3 separate regions of the Mus musculus genome follow, and all the other regions are linked to region 1. The links are chromatin contacts, called in public HiChIP or PLAC-seq maps. All regions are on one chromosome and are shown on one strand. The core of a region is the stretch at or near the end of the contact, and the rest is flanking DNA. Distances in the headings are between cores, read along the strand shown.

The links. HiChIP or PLAC-seq counts read pairs in DNA pulled down with a chosen protein or histone mark.
Region 2: an H3K27ac HiChIP or PLAC-seq map of embryonic stem cells shows a contact between it and region 1, with 3 times the contacts expected there. The contact joins the enhancer-like site here to the promoter of Furin in region 1. A contact is called at or near these places in 1 of 484 Hi-C or Micro-C datasets (the G1E-ER4 cell line), 4 of 115 datasets of contacts at active chromatin or transcription factors (CD4 single positive thymocytes, embryonic stem cells, pancreatic cancer cells and 1 more) and 4 of 9 other capture datasets (adipose tissue, embryonic stem cells, liver and 1 more).
Region 3: a contact with region 1 is called in a FOXA1 HiChIP or PLAC-seq map of pancreatic cancer cells. The contact joins the enhancer-like site here to the promoter of Furin in region 1. A contact is called at or near these places in 4 of 39 promoter capture datasets (cranial neural crest, embryonic stem cells, frontonasal cranial neural crest and 1 more), 6 of 484 Hi-C or Micro-C datasets (B cells, CD4 T cells, DN3 thymocytes and 2 more), 3 of 115 datasets of contacts at active chromatin or transcription factors (bone marrow-derived macrophages, kidney and pancreatic cancer cells) and 3 of 9 other capture datasets (adipose tissue, embryonic stem cells and liver).

Annotation. Positions count from the first base shown.
Region 1 is chr7:80,400,772-80,405,110 of GRCm38.p6, forward strand. It overlaps Furin (furin (paired basic amino acid cleaving enzyme)), which reads right to left and starts at 2,041. Exons shown (of 16, transcript NM_011046.3): 1 at 1,759-2,041. Gm44851 (predicted gene 44851) reads left to right here and starts at 3,669. Exons shown (of 1, transcript NR_169037.1): 1 at 3,669-4,339.
Region 2 is chr7:80,743,650-80,747,988 of GRCm38.p6, forward strand. Iqgap1 (IQ motif containing GTPase activating protein 1) reads right to left here. Exons shown (of 38, transcript NM_016721.2): 16 at 469-559; 17 at 144-311. Among named protein-coding and RNA genes, the nearest start is that of Crtc3, 57 kb to the left of the region's middle. Within about 2 kb of position 1,797, at least 68 of the 459 cell types and tissues checked have an H3K27ac peak or open chromatin away from gene starts, as enhancers often do. A contact at or near this core is called in embryonic stem cells and stem cell-derived neural progenitor cells, where this site is marked.
Region 3 is chr7:80,713,610-80,717,948 of GRCm38.p6, forward strand. Iqgap1 (IQ motif containing GTPase activating protein 1) reads right to left here. Exons shown (of 38, transcript NM_016721.2): 37 at 3,402-3,510; 38 at 1-336. The coding sequence ends at 223. Among named protein-coding and RNA genes, the nearest start is that of Crtc3, 27 kb to the left of the region's middle. Within about 2 kb of position 1,867, at least 105 of the 459 cell types and tissues checked have an H3K27ac peak or open chromatin away from gene starts, as enhancers often do. A contact at or near this core is called in bone marrow-derived macrophages and pancreatic cancer cells, where this site is marked.

The DNA.
Region 1 (4,339 bases), core at 791-3,290:
TCCAAAGGGCTCCGAAGACATGCCTCAGAGTTAGAGCTCCGTGCCTCCACGTAGAAACAGGACTCTTGCCACATCTAAAACCTCTTTAGTTTAGAAATGTGCAGACTCCCTGCTCCAAGTTTTGAGACCTGCCTACAACTTCCAAATTATGGCTGGGTCGGTCTGGGTCTAGCCCAGGTTTCAGCAAACTATAGATGGGGCCACTGAGACAGAACCCCCACCACACCTCGAGAAAGATGGTCTGCTTCCCTCCACACCAAGTCTCCCCAACTGTGGTAAGGGTGGGATATGAATTCCAGACATCAGAGAGCCCTGCCTCGTCATCAAGACACATAGGAGGATACACACACCACACACACACACACACACACACACACACACAAAAGAACTGTGAACAATGAATGAACAGGCTTCTCCCCACCCCCATTCCAGACTCTGACTCACCCTCTGAGTCCCAGTTGTCTCAAAACCAGGAGACTGGATATATTTCTAGCCTCTCTGGGTCAGTTTTGCCCAGCCATCAGTGCTGGGCCTGACTAGAGAATAGGCTATAGTACTGTCCTAGCTCTTTTCTTAGGCAAAGCCTTTCTGTCTCTCCCTAGAACCTACAGACAGAGATAACCACAACCATTCCAGGCATAAGACGGGCACTTACCCCCAGGTGTGGCTGCTGTTTCTAGGACCTGGAGACCCAGCTGAGGCAGCCACAGAGCAAGCCACCAAAGACTGCTGGGAAACCCAATCAGGTCTCTCTTTCCAGCAGAGACCCCAAGGCAGGTCCTGTTACAGGCACCTCCCAGGAAATTTTAACTCCTAGTCCCTGCTCAACTACTTACACAAGTCATTTCCACTCTCTGGGCCTCAGTTTCCTTGGTGGTTAAAAACTATTAGGACAGAGGCTTTCAAACTTTTTTTAAGCCATAGGATCCTCTTTTTAAAAAAATACAAATTTTAGATAGAAGCCCAAAACAGGAAACACACACCTAATCTGCTCGCCCACCCTCCTTTTCTATGTCCACACCTGGCCAGCAGCCACATGCCCTCACTGGGCCACATCACCTGCGTCGTCTTGGCACTTCCCAAGTCAGAGAGAATCCCAGTGCTTCAGAGAGATGAAAGTCCACTTCCCCTAGGCGCAAAGCCCTGGGGCGGTGGGAACGGCGGCACCGAGCAGACTAGTGTCTGCTGTCAGACCTGTATGGCAAGCAGGCCGCCCCTCGGCTAGCCACCCGATGGATGGGGGCAGCAGGGGCCTCGGCCAGGCCTCGGCAGGAGGCAGCCCGGAGCGAGCCTCCCCCAAGCCGGCCTGTGCGCGCACGCGAAATCCGCCCCCGACCGCTCCGGCCGTACAGGTGTGCCAGGCGGCCGAGGACCCCGTGCCCTCCCGGGAGCGCGCCCCACCAGGCGCAGGCCCCGGCCGCCGGGGCCACGGAGGACCGCGGGCAGGCGGGAGCACCCAGAGTCCGAGGAATGCTCTGCCTAGCCCGCCCCAGCAGGGGCCCCGCCGGCGCTTCCTGAGGTCATAGGGCTCGCCCCGGCCCCAGCGGAAAAGTACCGGCGCGGGCCCAAGCCCGGCGCTCAGGTGGGCTGCGCGGCTCCCGTCCTCCCGCCGCGGCGGCCGAGAATCCGCGACCAGAGCCCGGCGGCCGGCGAGGCCCGGGGCTGCGCCGCCCGGCTCCGCGCTCCCCCGCCCGCTCCGGGCCCGGTTCCCCAGCGCGCCGCCTCCCCGGCCCCGGGCCGCGCGCCCTCGCCGCTTACCCTGGGGAGCCCGGGCGGGGAAACTTTTCCGGACGAGCGCCGCGGCCGCTCGGGTACCCCTCGGCCGAGCACGGAGCCCGGCGGCGGGGGCCTGGCTCCGGCGGTCCCCGCGCCCGGCAGCGGCGTCACGGCGCGCAGGCGGGGAGGCGCGGCGGCGCGGCCTCGGCCCGGCCGGCGACCAGGGCAAGGCTCGGCCTGGGCTCGGGCGCGGGCGGGGGGCAGCGGCCCGGCCGCGGCGGCGCGGCTTGTTTACTCGGGCCGCTGTCACAGCGGCGGCGGCGGCGGCGGCGGCCCGGGCTCCTCCTCCTCCGCGCCGCGCCCCTCCCCCTCGCGGCGCCACCTCCGCGCTCGGCGGCCGCAGCCGGCCCGGCCCGTTCGCCGCCCGGGTCGGGTCAGGCCGGGCCCGGCCGGGCCCGGCCGGTGTTCAGAGAGCTCCACGCGGCGGGCCCTGCGTTCTCGGGGCGCCCTGTCTGCGGCTGCCAGCGGGGCGGGTAGGGAGCGTGGTCCCTGCGCGCCACCCCAGGCCCCTCGGTCCGCACCGCGTTAGGCTCTTGGCCCCGCAAACTCCCGGGCAGATGGTTTCGGAGACCCGGACTGGGAGCCCGCGGGCGAGATGGCGAGGGAAGGGCCGAGGGTCGGGGGGTTTGGGGAGAGTCCAAGCTGGCCCTGCCTTGCCCGAGGTTCCTGGGTCCCGAGTTTTGAGTTTGGGGATAGTCAAGGGAAGCGCCCTGGGATGGCGGACCTGGGGCAACTCCACTCTCAGGTCGGATCTCACAGCGGCAGGGCAGCCCTCGTGCCTCCAGTTAGAGGAGTCACAGTTTTATTTGCTTTTGTAGAGACAGGTGGATAAACAGAAATAGCCCACCTCCTTTTATGGTTTTTTTTTTTTCCCAATACTTTTTTTTCCCCCTGCAACAACGGAGAGCTAGGCACTGGGCCAATCAGTTCACCCTATCTTCTCCTTATGTACATTCCTTAATCCACATAATCCGCTCAGGATGACATTATTAATCCCACTTTACAGATAAGGAAACTGAGGCACACAAAGTTTAAATAATTTTCCTTAAGCTACACAACTTAGCAGGCCTCAGACTTGGCAGCGTTTCACTCCAAGCTACTTACAGTATACCAGCCAGAGCCCTTCCCTCCCTGGGTTCCTGCCCTAGAAAACGGCTGTGCTACTTGGCGGAAGGTTGACATTCTGCTCGAGCTGAGAAAGAAGAGGGGAACCGGGCCAAGATCTTCCCAGGCTGGGTTGTTCCAAGGTCGCCAGCGGCCTCTGCACATCCCTTCTTGCTCTCTGTGAGATAACCTGGCCACATGAGACTTTGCCTCAAAACCCTCAAAGTAGTACACATACACACATACACACGTATCATTTGTGTGGAAAGTCGTCCAGGAAAGTTGGGCTCAAATCCTTGCGGTACTATTTTGCATTATTTCGAACCTTAAATTCTCAGAGCCCCGATTTATCCCTCTGAAAATGGAGATGTGTATGAAGTTAACTGAATCTGTTATTTGAGCATCCGTTAAAACACTGCAGACATGGGGTCTCTAAAAGTCTGGTTCCTCCCAGATTGGGGGCTTTCCCTTAGAAGGAGCTAAGACCTGTGGGGACCACTGTGGGGTAGCCCCCACCAGCACCACCACATGCACATTTGGGAGAACAATACTCTTGTGGTGAGACTGAGGCAGGAAGTGAGTCAGAGATTTTCCTTAGGCTATGAGCAACATCACCCATTTAGGGGAAATAGGGACAGGGTTGGCCCTATCTAGCAAGGGAGTCCCCTAGTGCTCCTCCCAATTGTCCTGTGACCTGAAAGTTTACCTCAGAATGAAAGCCTCGTGGTTTCCCCCTTCCTTGGAGGCTGGCCCAGAGGAGTCTCCGTGGGCCTTTGGAGGGAAGAACTAGCCAGACCCCTGAAGGCTGCAACCCAGGCACAACTATCTTCTCCTGCCAGCCTTTCTGCCGCCTTGCCTTGAGTGGGAAGCAGTCAGCCCTGCCTCCTTGAGGGAGAGGCCTGTGTGGAGGCACTATGGGGGTGAGCGGTTGCCTACACTTTGCCTCTCTCGAATCTGGATGGTCACATAGATTGCATTTGCAATAACTCTGCTGACAATTATCTGAAAGTCTTTCTCGTCAGAGGGAGATTCTGTTATCTTTCTGCAACAAGTCCCATAGGCAGGTACTGTACTCTTTATCATTCTTACCATTGACCTGAAGCCTAAGGGTCCAGGAAGCTCAGCTGCCTCTAACACTCAGTTCCTGACGTGAGTCTTCTAAGGTGACACTTACCAATTTTACAGAGTCCTAAGATGGGAGAAGAGGGGGCCATCTGGACAGGGGGCTGGGGGGAGGAAGGGCCAGCCAGAGCTCTCTTTATCCTTAGATTTGGAGCTGATCCATAAGTAACCACAGAGAGCTTTAGTGCTAAAATCCAGTCAGTCCCTTTATACCCTTGAGGAACTGTGGGACTCTATCTTTCAAACCTCTCCCTAACCTGAGGCACCCAGAAGCCTTTAACAGCAACCACCCTTGGTTTAAATCACTGCACATACAGCATGTGTGTATAAAGGGATG
Region 2 (4,339 bases), core at 547-3,046, 340 kb after region 1:
CTACAAGCGTTCAGAGTTTAGGACTATTTCCTGCAAAGTGAGCCTAAATACTGTTTATCCACACTGCGTATCTTGGCCTACATCTGTCTCCTGATATGCTCAAGGGCTTAGCTCATGGACATATGTACCCCCCCATGACCCACCTGCTGCCAGTCTCTTCTTCTTGGCTTCAGCAAGGTCACTCTGGTACGTTTCCCCACATTCGGGGATCACTCCATATAAGCCAACGTCGGGAGAACGTAGGGCACTCAGGGTTCTGCCAACATCACCGCTGTCTACTGCTTCATTGATGGCAGAGATTCCTAAGGCAACTGTCTCGGAAGAGAGTTATTAATGGAGCAATTTAGGGGCTGTCTGTGTTCACATGACTTCACCCAGCATACCTACTGGCCAGCTACCCTGCCCAGCACCTGTTGACCTCACCCTCCACCTACACGTGAGCCAGACAACAGACACATGGATACTTACACCTCTGGGCCTCTTGGGTGTCTTTGTTGGACTGCCAGATTCCACCTTGAATTTCATCCAACCATAACACAGCTGACTCATCCTGTGTTTCCTACATATGATTGAAAGCAAAACAGTACGAAAGCCATGGTGAACATCAGGGTATGTGTGATGAGGGCCTTCTGGGGCTCAGCTACAGAAGAAAAAGCTCCACAGATGAGCCGTGGATTAAGTGAATGAAAAGAGCCAGGCATCAAATACCCTGCCCTAAAGTTAAACAGGAAATGGCTCCAATGTAAGCAATGGATGAATGAATGAAGGCCACTCAAACTGTTCAGGAAGCTGACAGCCGTGGAGGGCGCAGGAGCAGGTACACTGGGAAGGGGCCCAGGGACTTGTACCGTATGACAAAGGCCAGAGTATGTGTATTAATACACAAGGTCCAGAAAGCTTCCTTTGCCCTTGAAACACACACAGAGGCAGCTCAAATTCTCCAATACAACCAACGCTTATGTCTTATGTAACCGGATCCTTTTCCTTCTCAGATTTAAAACCTGGAGTTACTGCTACTGCAAGAGTTCTTTTTTGTTTGTTTTGCTTTGTTTTTTGAGACAGGGTTTCTCTGTGTAGCCCAGGCTGTCCTGGAACTCACTCTGTAGACACGGCTGTCCTCAAACTCACAGAGATCCACCTGCCTCTGCCTCTGCCTCCCAAAAGTTGGGATTAAAAGTGTATGCCACCATGCCCTGCTTAAGCCTTTCATTTTAAAATCATTTGCTGGAAACTAAACACACATGTCCACACACAGGATTCTAATAAATGGTGACGAGATAGCCAGAAAAGCTGTACAGTCTGAGCGGGCTCCTGTGTCAGAGGTGATGGAGCAGAACTGGCTTGTTTCACTCTTGCTATAGTTTATTTTTCCTTAAGCTAACATGTAAGGGTTCAATATAGGATTCTGATGCATATACCATTTTATTATTCACCCCCACCCTCCCTGATCCCCCCCCCCTTTGCTGGTTTCTTGTCTCCCTTCAAATATTTTTCCTCATGTGTTCATGTTACATATACTGAAGATGGGGAATGGCCACACACAATTCCGAGTCCTCAAAGTACTGTAAATGCTAACATCAACTGCAGGGTGAAGCCACAATGCGGCAGCCACAGGCTGTGACTCCAAGAGCTGAGAAGTCAGAGGCAACAGGGCGGATGGTCCTAGTCTGCAAGAGAAACTGCCCACAAACGCTACGACCAAAGCAAAGGCACTTCCGTGGGCTGGAATCCAGCCATTGCGGGTTCACTGCTAGGCTGATCTCACATGCATTCCAAGAAGAATCAGCTAACAGCAGAGCTGGGAGGCCAAGGGAGAGCCTTCCCCTGCAGGGAGAGAGCGCTCTGCAAGCGTTCTGACTATTCACAGTCCTATCCCCCACTGCCCCATGCAGGGTAAAACAAAGAGCTACGGTTAACCTTTCTTTCACACATAATCCTCACACATAAGGACCAAACAATGGAGCTAAGGTATGAAAGGCAAGAGAATGAAGAGAAATTGGTCTGGCATATGCTCTAACTAGTTCCTGGTGGCTTACACACAAGCATGTGTATACAGATGGGAAGAGAGTTTTAAAAGTCACGCATGTACATAATAGTAAAGTGATGCTCACCTTGGGCATTAAGACTCTCCTACCCAGGGACTGGTGATCATTCTTACAAAGTGCTCCAAAGGCACCAACTTCAAGTAAGGAAAGAAATGAAATGGCAGACTCGGGACTTCTAAGAAACTTCTCACTAAAAATCCTGGCTAAAAATAGCATGGATTAGCTTTTGTAAGCTGACAAGATGAAGGAAGGTTTGTAACAGTTAAGAGCTGACACAAAGGCATTTCCCACTGAGTGAGAAAGAACGTGAGCTCGGTGCTGTTCCATCTTCCCACAACCTATCTGGTGCTCCCTGGGAGGTCACCAGTGCTTCCCCCCCCCCCCATCCCTTATCCTCATTGGATGACCAGGGCCTTCCCCAGCTGTTTAGCATCACTGATGCTTGTGGTGATAATGTACAGTCTCACCACCACCACCACCACCACTAACCAAAAACACTGAGAAGGCAAATCTGGAGAAGAGGTGTGAGCTGTGAGACCCTTGACCTGGATGGGAACCGAGAGGGCCACACCTGGTACAGATGGGGTGCAGAGACTCTTCTATAAGTGATTGTGAACATAGGGGAGGCAATGACACAAATTTTATAATGATGTATCATATGGCCTGCAAATTATATTCCAATAAAATCGAAAGCTCTAAGCTCCGTGTCTGACCAAGCCTGGAGAGAAAGCTGCACAGCTGTAAACAGCCTGCCTACTGAGCGGAAAGCACAAAGGCCCCTCAGCAGGGCAGGGAGGCCCCTCAGCAGGGCAGGGAGGCCCCTCAGCAGGGCAGGGAGGCTTTACAGGGTCTAGGGATTCAAGGACACCTGTCCAATTGTTAGCAAATCACAAGCTGATTAGGGAGATTTTCCTGCATGTACATGACAAAGACAGTTCACAGAATTCAGAAACGCCTTGAACAGCTGTGCACCTGCAATCTCACTGAAGCAAGCCCCCATCTCAACAAAAACCCTAGAACACCAAATAAGTGATGCATGAGGGCAGGAATCTGATTTCTGCAGTTAACACATTATCAGTAGAATGTTTTGTTGCCAAATAAAACACACAGCAACAACAAAAATAAGGCATGCAGGGACTGGACAGACATACAAACCCACCAGACGACAGACAGATGCTACCACTGAAGTGCCTCAAGGTGAACTTGTGGGCCAAGACTCGGATCAGCTATTTTATATATGTTAAAGAATTAGTGGGGATTGCGGCAGGCACTAAAGTATGACAACATTACCTAGGAGCATCAACAGAGAGAAACCACACTCTTAAACACAGAAAGTACAATAACTCAAGCAGATTTGATTGTGTACGAGGAGGGAGAAAGTCAACTTGAAGACAGGTCAGTTCTGATGCTCTAGTGGGAAAGTTAACAAGAAAAGGGGAGAGAGAAGTGAGTATTGCAACAGGGTGGCAGGGTAACGTCGAGCCAGTGACAAAGGATGCACAACAAAATAAGGGCCCAGGAGACTCGGCTTCTCTGGAAAACTTCTCTCAGCCCCGGGATCACCACAGACACAAAGACAGCACCGAGAGAACTGCACATGAAATACTTTATGTGGGGTTTTGATTGTTTTTGACTTTTGAGACAGGGTCTCATGGAGCCCAAGCTAGCCTTGAACTAACTGTGTAGCCGAGAGCGAGCATGAATTCCTGATGTGGCTTCTCCTCGGCAGAGCTGGGGCTCAGGCATGTGCCACCACACCCAGCTACAGACTAAATTTAAAGTACAATTTTATGCTTGCTAAATTTAGAATTCAATAACTATTTTTAACGCTATTCCCTAGATGGTTTGTAGGACTTGGAAGCTAACAAATGCCTAAAAAAAGACAATTCTACCCGAAGTGCAGTGTGTGCGCCAGGATGTTCCTCCAGGCTCCCTGTAGTCACCTTACGCCTTTTCTCCTTTCCACAGCAAGTGAAATGCTTCAAATGCCACCACTCACAGGCTACAACTTGCACAAAGTTAAATGAAGCCAACACAAAGGTCAATACATCATATGAAGTGTTCTGAATTCAAAACCCATAGAACAGGAGACTGATGGTTGCCTGGGGCTGGGGGAGACTGAGCAATGAGGGACCCCTAAGAGGTACAGGTTTCTTCTGTGGATGGTAACACCCTAACAGTGATTGTGAGTGTTTCACAATTCTAGCATTATACTGGAAACCACTGACATGCATTTTAAAATGGTGAGTTACATGGTATGAGAATTATATCTTTGTTTTGATTTTTATGTATAA
Region 3 (4,339 bases), core at 617-3,116, 310 kb after region 1:
ATGAGAGAAAATGAGGGAGCAGGGCTGAGGGGAAGTCAGGCTTATGGCTTCACAAGGAGAAGGGAGAGGGCACTGACGTCCGTCCGTCCGTCAGAGGGAGTGTGAACTGAGGCACCGCCACTGGACCAGGTCCTTGCTTCTAAGGAATAATGGAGGATCCTAGAAAGACAGCCGTGAGGTGCTGCCGTTTTTTGTTAACTCTTCTGGGCGGCGAGCGACCCATTACTTCCCATAGAACTTTTTGTTGAGAAGGAAGATCAGGAGGTTGACATTCACTTTAGCTCTATCAAATAATTTCATAACTGCAACTCCTTCATACTGTAGCTGCAGCAAGTCCTGTTTAAAAAACAAAACAAAACAATTTCACCATCGAATCCAGAACAAGAAAAGGAAGGACCCCACGATCCAGGAGAGGAGAGGCAGGACTTCTGTGCCAGGTGTGAAATGGTGCAGCAGGTCAGACACACTTCTCAGTGCAGAGCTTTACGGGGCACGACTGCCCTGGGGCCAGCTACCCTGGGTGCTGGAGCAACAGGGAGCCTACAACTTAGTCTTAGGTTATCATTTAGTTTATAGTAAAAGATTCTAAACACAAAGGGAAATTAGGAGTTATGTTCAGTTAAAATACATTTAAAGCTTATTTCAAAAGTTACAACGGTAGGGGCCGCTGGAGCAGTGAGCAGGGCATGGATGAGTGGGTGAAGCATCATCCTCAAGAGGCAAAGGGGAGGGTGGAGAGGGGAGAGGGGAGATGGGATGGGATTTGTTGAGGGGTAACTGGAAGGGGGATATGATTTGAAATGTAAAGGAATGATTAATCAAAAAGAAGTTATGATGGCATTTCCCCATTGTTTCAGATGTAGGTTAGAGGTTTTAATACACATAGAAAAAGTAAAGGCATTTCAATTTATGAAATATGCCAATGAGAATGAGAAATGAAAATGAGAATGACCTGTAATGTCTCAGTACCTACCAGTTGCTCTGCCCCCGCCCCGCCTCCACCCCTGGCACTTTTGCACAGGCTGACCGAATACTCCTGACCCCATGGTGGGATGACAGGTATGTGCTGCCTGGCTCAGTTTCTACAGTGCTGAGATCAAACCCAGGGGTTTGTGCCTGCCAAACAAGCATTCTACCAACAGAACTACATCTCCAGCTCTGCAGTCTACTGGAGTCCTTTGTTTTTAGGAGACTGAGCCCAGGGTCTCTTGTAAACTGAATATGACTCCAACTTCAACTCCGCATGAGAAAGGTTGTCTAACGTAAATGCAAGTACAACAGGAGGAGCAACCATCCAGCACCGAGCCTGTGTGTGGCCTCGGTTAGGCACCTTACACACTATTTTTTCAAGGCATTACAAAAACCTTATGAAGCATAATTATCTGAACTTTAGAGATGAGCTGCTGAGGCTCAAAGTGTTGGGTGGCAAGGCCATCAGGAAAGAGCTGGCTCTGGGGTGATCGGTATGATCGGCTGTTTTCTAATGTTCTCTGCAGTCCTGGCGGCTTACGACAGCACTGTCGTCACTACCACTAAACTGGTGAGTGGTGGTGAGGAAGGGCATGAAGGGACCGCAGTGTCCCAAGGATGGGGACCATGGTGTGTCCTCTCTGCCTAGCCTAACCCTAACCCCAGGCACCTATGAGGCAGACCAGTTCCTGAATCCGAGCAGCAGTGTACAGTCTCCTTAGCAGACTGGTTGGCCTGCACTGGCAGTGAAACCAATGGAATAGGGACTGTATGCAGTATGCTTAGTTACAGTGTGTGAAGAAATCCTTTCACAGTTACTGAATTAATATGCGCTGAGAGACTACTGGTTACCAACAGGGAGGTACAGATGACTAAGACATACTGTCTTAGGAGTTCCCAGTTTTGGGGGTGGCAGGGAAATGAGTCAGCTCGCACTGTCAACAGAGGATGTCTCAGGGCTGCTGAGTCAAGGGGAAGGGCCATCACTGCGGCTGTAGGGGGGCAGCGCGGGCCAGTGCTCACTGTTTGATGGAGGCAGGAGGCAGGTAGGGAGCAGAGGGAGGGAGGCTGATTCCAGGAGGGGAGAGCATCCTGTGCAGAAGGCGGAACGCTTGCTCACAGAGAGGCACCAGCCTGGTTTGCTAGACCACGGCAGTGGCAAGCAAGGCAGGGTGTGGCAAGACATGGAAGAGCAGTTTGGCAGTAGAGCATGTGTGAGGCTCAAAGTTTGATTCTCAGCACTGCAAAAGAAATGAGCCAACCAGGCTGAAGAGGTCACTCACTGGTTAGGAGCACTGACTGCTCTTCTAGAGGTTCTGAGTTCAATTCCCAGCAACCACATGGTGGCTCACAACCTTCTGTAATAGGATCTGATGCCCTCTTCTGGTGTGTGTCTGAAGACAGCTACATACATAAATACATAAATCTTTAAAAAAAAAAAAAAGAAAAGAAAAAGAAACCAACCAACAAAAACCGTAAGAGGTCTACTATGTGGTACACACATAGTTGGGTCTGGACACCGCTCATGAATCCTTTCAATTGTCTGATTATTTCTGGCTTTGGATTTTGAAGATTGCTTTCACTATACAGGCTGGCCAGGAATTACAATGAAGTCCAGGCTGGCCTCAAACTCTGAATCTTCTTGCCTCTGTCTCCTGAGAGCTGGATTACTGGTGCGTGTCACCATCCTTATTTGGTACATTTTTTAATGTGCAAAAATAGATATTTAGGCAGCTCGGCATGGTGGCACATATCTATAATCCCAGCATTTGGGAGAAACAGGAGAGTCAAGTGTTCAAGGCCAGACTCAACTACATAGTGGATTTGAGGATAGTTTGGGCTACATAAGATTCCTCCCACTCCCCAAAATCAGGTATTTGGGGTTGGAAATTGAACTCAGTGGGAAACAGCCTGCAAGCACAATGCTGAGGGTCAAATGTAAGCACCAGAAAGAAAAAAAAAAGAAACTTAAAAATAAATTAGGGGCAGCTACGTTATAAAACGGCTACAGAGTTAATTTTGAATTTAAAATGTGATTCAGAGTTACAACGAGGCAATGTGTTCACAAATTTTAGTAATATCCCTAACAAAAGGTATCCATATCAAATAAAAATGAAAACAAAGAGAGATTTCAAGTACAGAGCAGCAAAGAATCTCTTACTGCTAACACTGGTGGTTAGGTACCTCCTTCAAGGCCAGGGCACCAGCTCATCAGGGCTGGAGTGAAGATTCAGGTGTCAGAGCACTCTAAAGCATCCGCACAGGACGACTCTCAGAGGACACAGACCACACCCAACTCCCCAAGCCCTTAGCTTCTCCCAACTAGGCGCCCACCGAGCTCTCTGAATACACAAAGCTCTCCCCAAAGGCTTTCCCTTATCTTTTCTCCCACCTCATCGGAGAGCGTCACGCCTGAGCCTGTGCACACCCACCTGATAATGCAACATGAAAGTCTCCATCTGAACTCCCATGAACTTGGCTTTTACTTCAAAGTCTCCAACTTCTTCTGTTGGACCAATTTCGAAGATAACATTTTTAAATCTGTTGAAACACAACACCGTATGTGTGAGCTTTGAGTTTTTAGGTAATGAGACTCTGAGATGGGGGAGGGGGCACTAGGGGTAGATTCTGGACCTAAGTTCGCCTGGAGCGGCAGCGCCATTGGCAAAAGCATCCTGCTGTGGTGTCTGCTTTGACACCTGGAGAGAGAAATGGTCACCCCTCCCTGAAGCACTTGCAATTTGTTCCAAGACGGCCCATGAGAAGGCCACCAAAGCCTGAAATGGTGAGACCAGATGGCCCCGCCCTGAAGCAACAGTCAAAAGTCAGTGAGAAAAGGAGCAGGGTGTGGTGGCGCACACCTGCCATCCCAGCACTCGGGAGGCAGAGGCAGGGAGATACCTGAGTCTTGAGACCAGCCTGGTCTACAGAGTGAGTTCCAGGATACCCAGGGCTACACAGAGAAACCCAGTTCTTGGGGAAGGGGAGGGTGTTTGAGGATTGTGAGAGATGAGTGAGGAAGCAGAGGGGTCAGCAAGGTTGCTTTACTGGACTGAGAATGTATGTACTTAAGGATGAGTACACACGGCCCTAGGCAGGAAACCACACAGCACCAGCAATAAGTACGATTATGCTGCTCCCCAGGAGAACAGAGCAATCACTCCACATCTGCAGAGCTCCGTAGAGCTGTGGCCCACTACAGACAGTGAAGAACCAGTAAGGGTGCCCAAGAGGTCTCCAAGGGGATAAAGGAGCGCTCACAGCATCCGTGCTCAGAAACGGGGTGGTTTCACCTTACCTGCTTGGAACGCCTCCTTCCTACGGATAATTGCTTTGTGCAGTAATTAGTGTGAATGCACTTGGTAAGTCT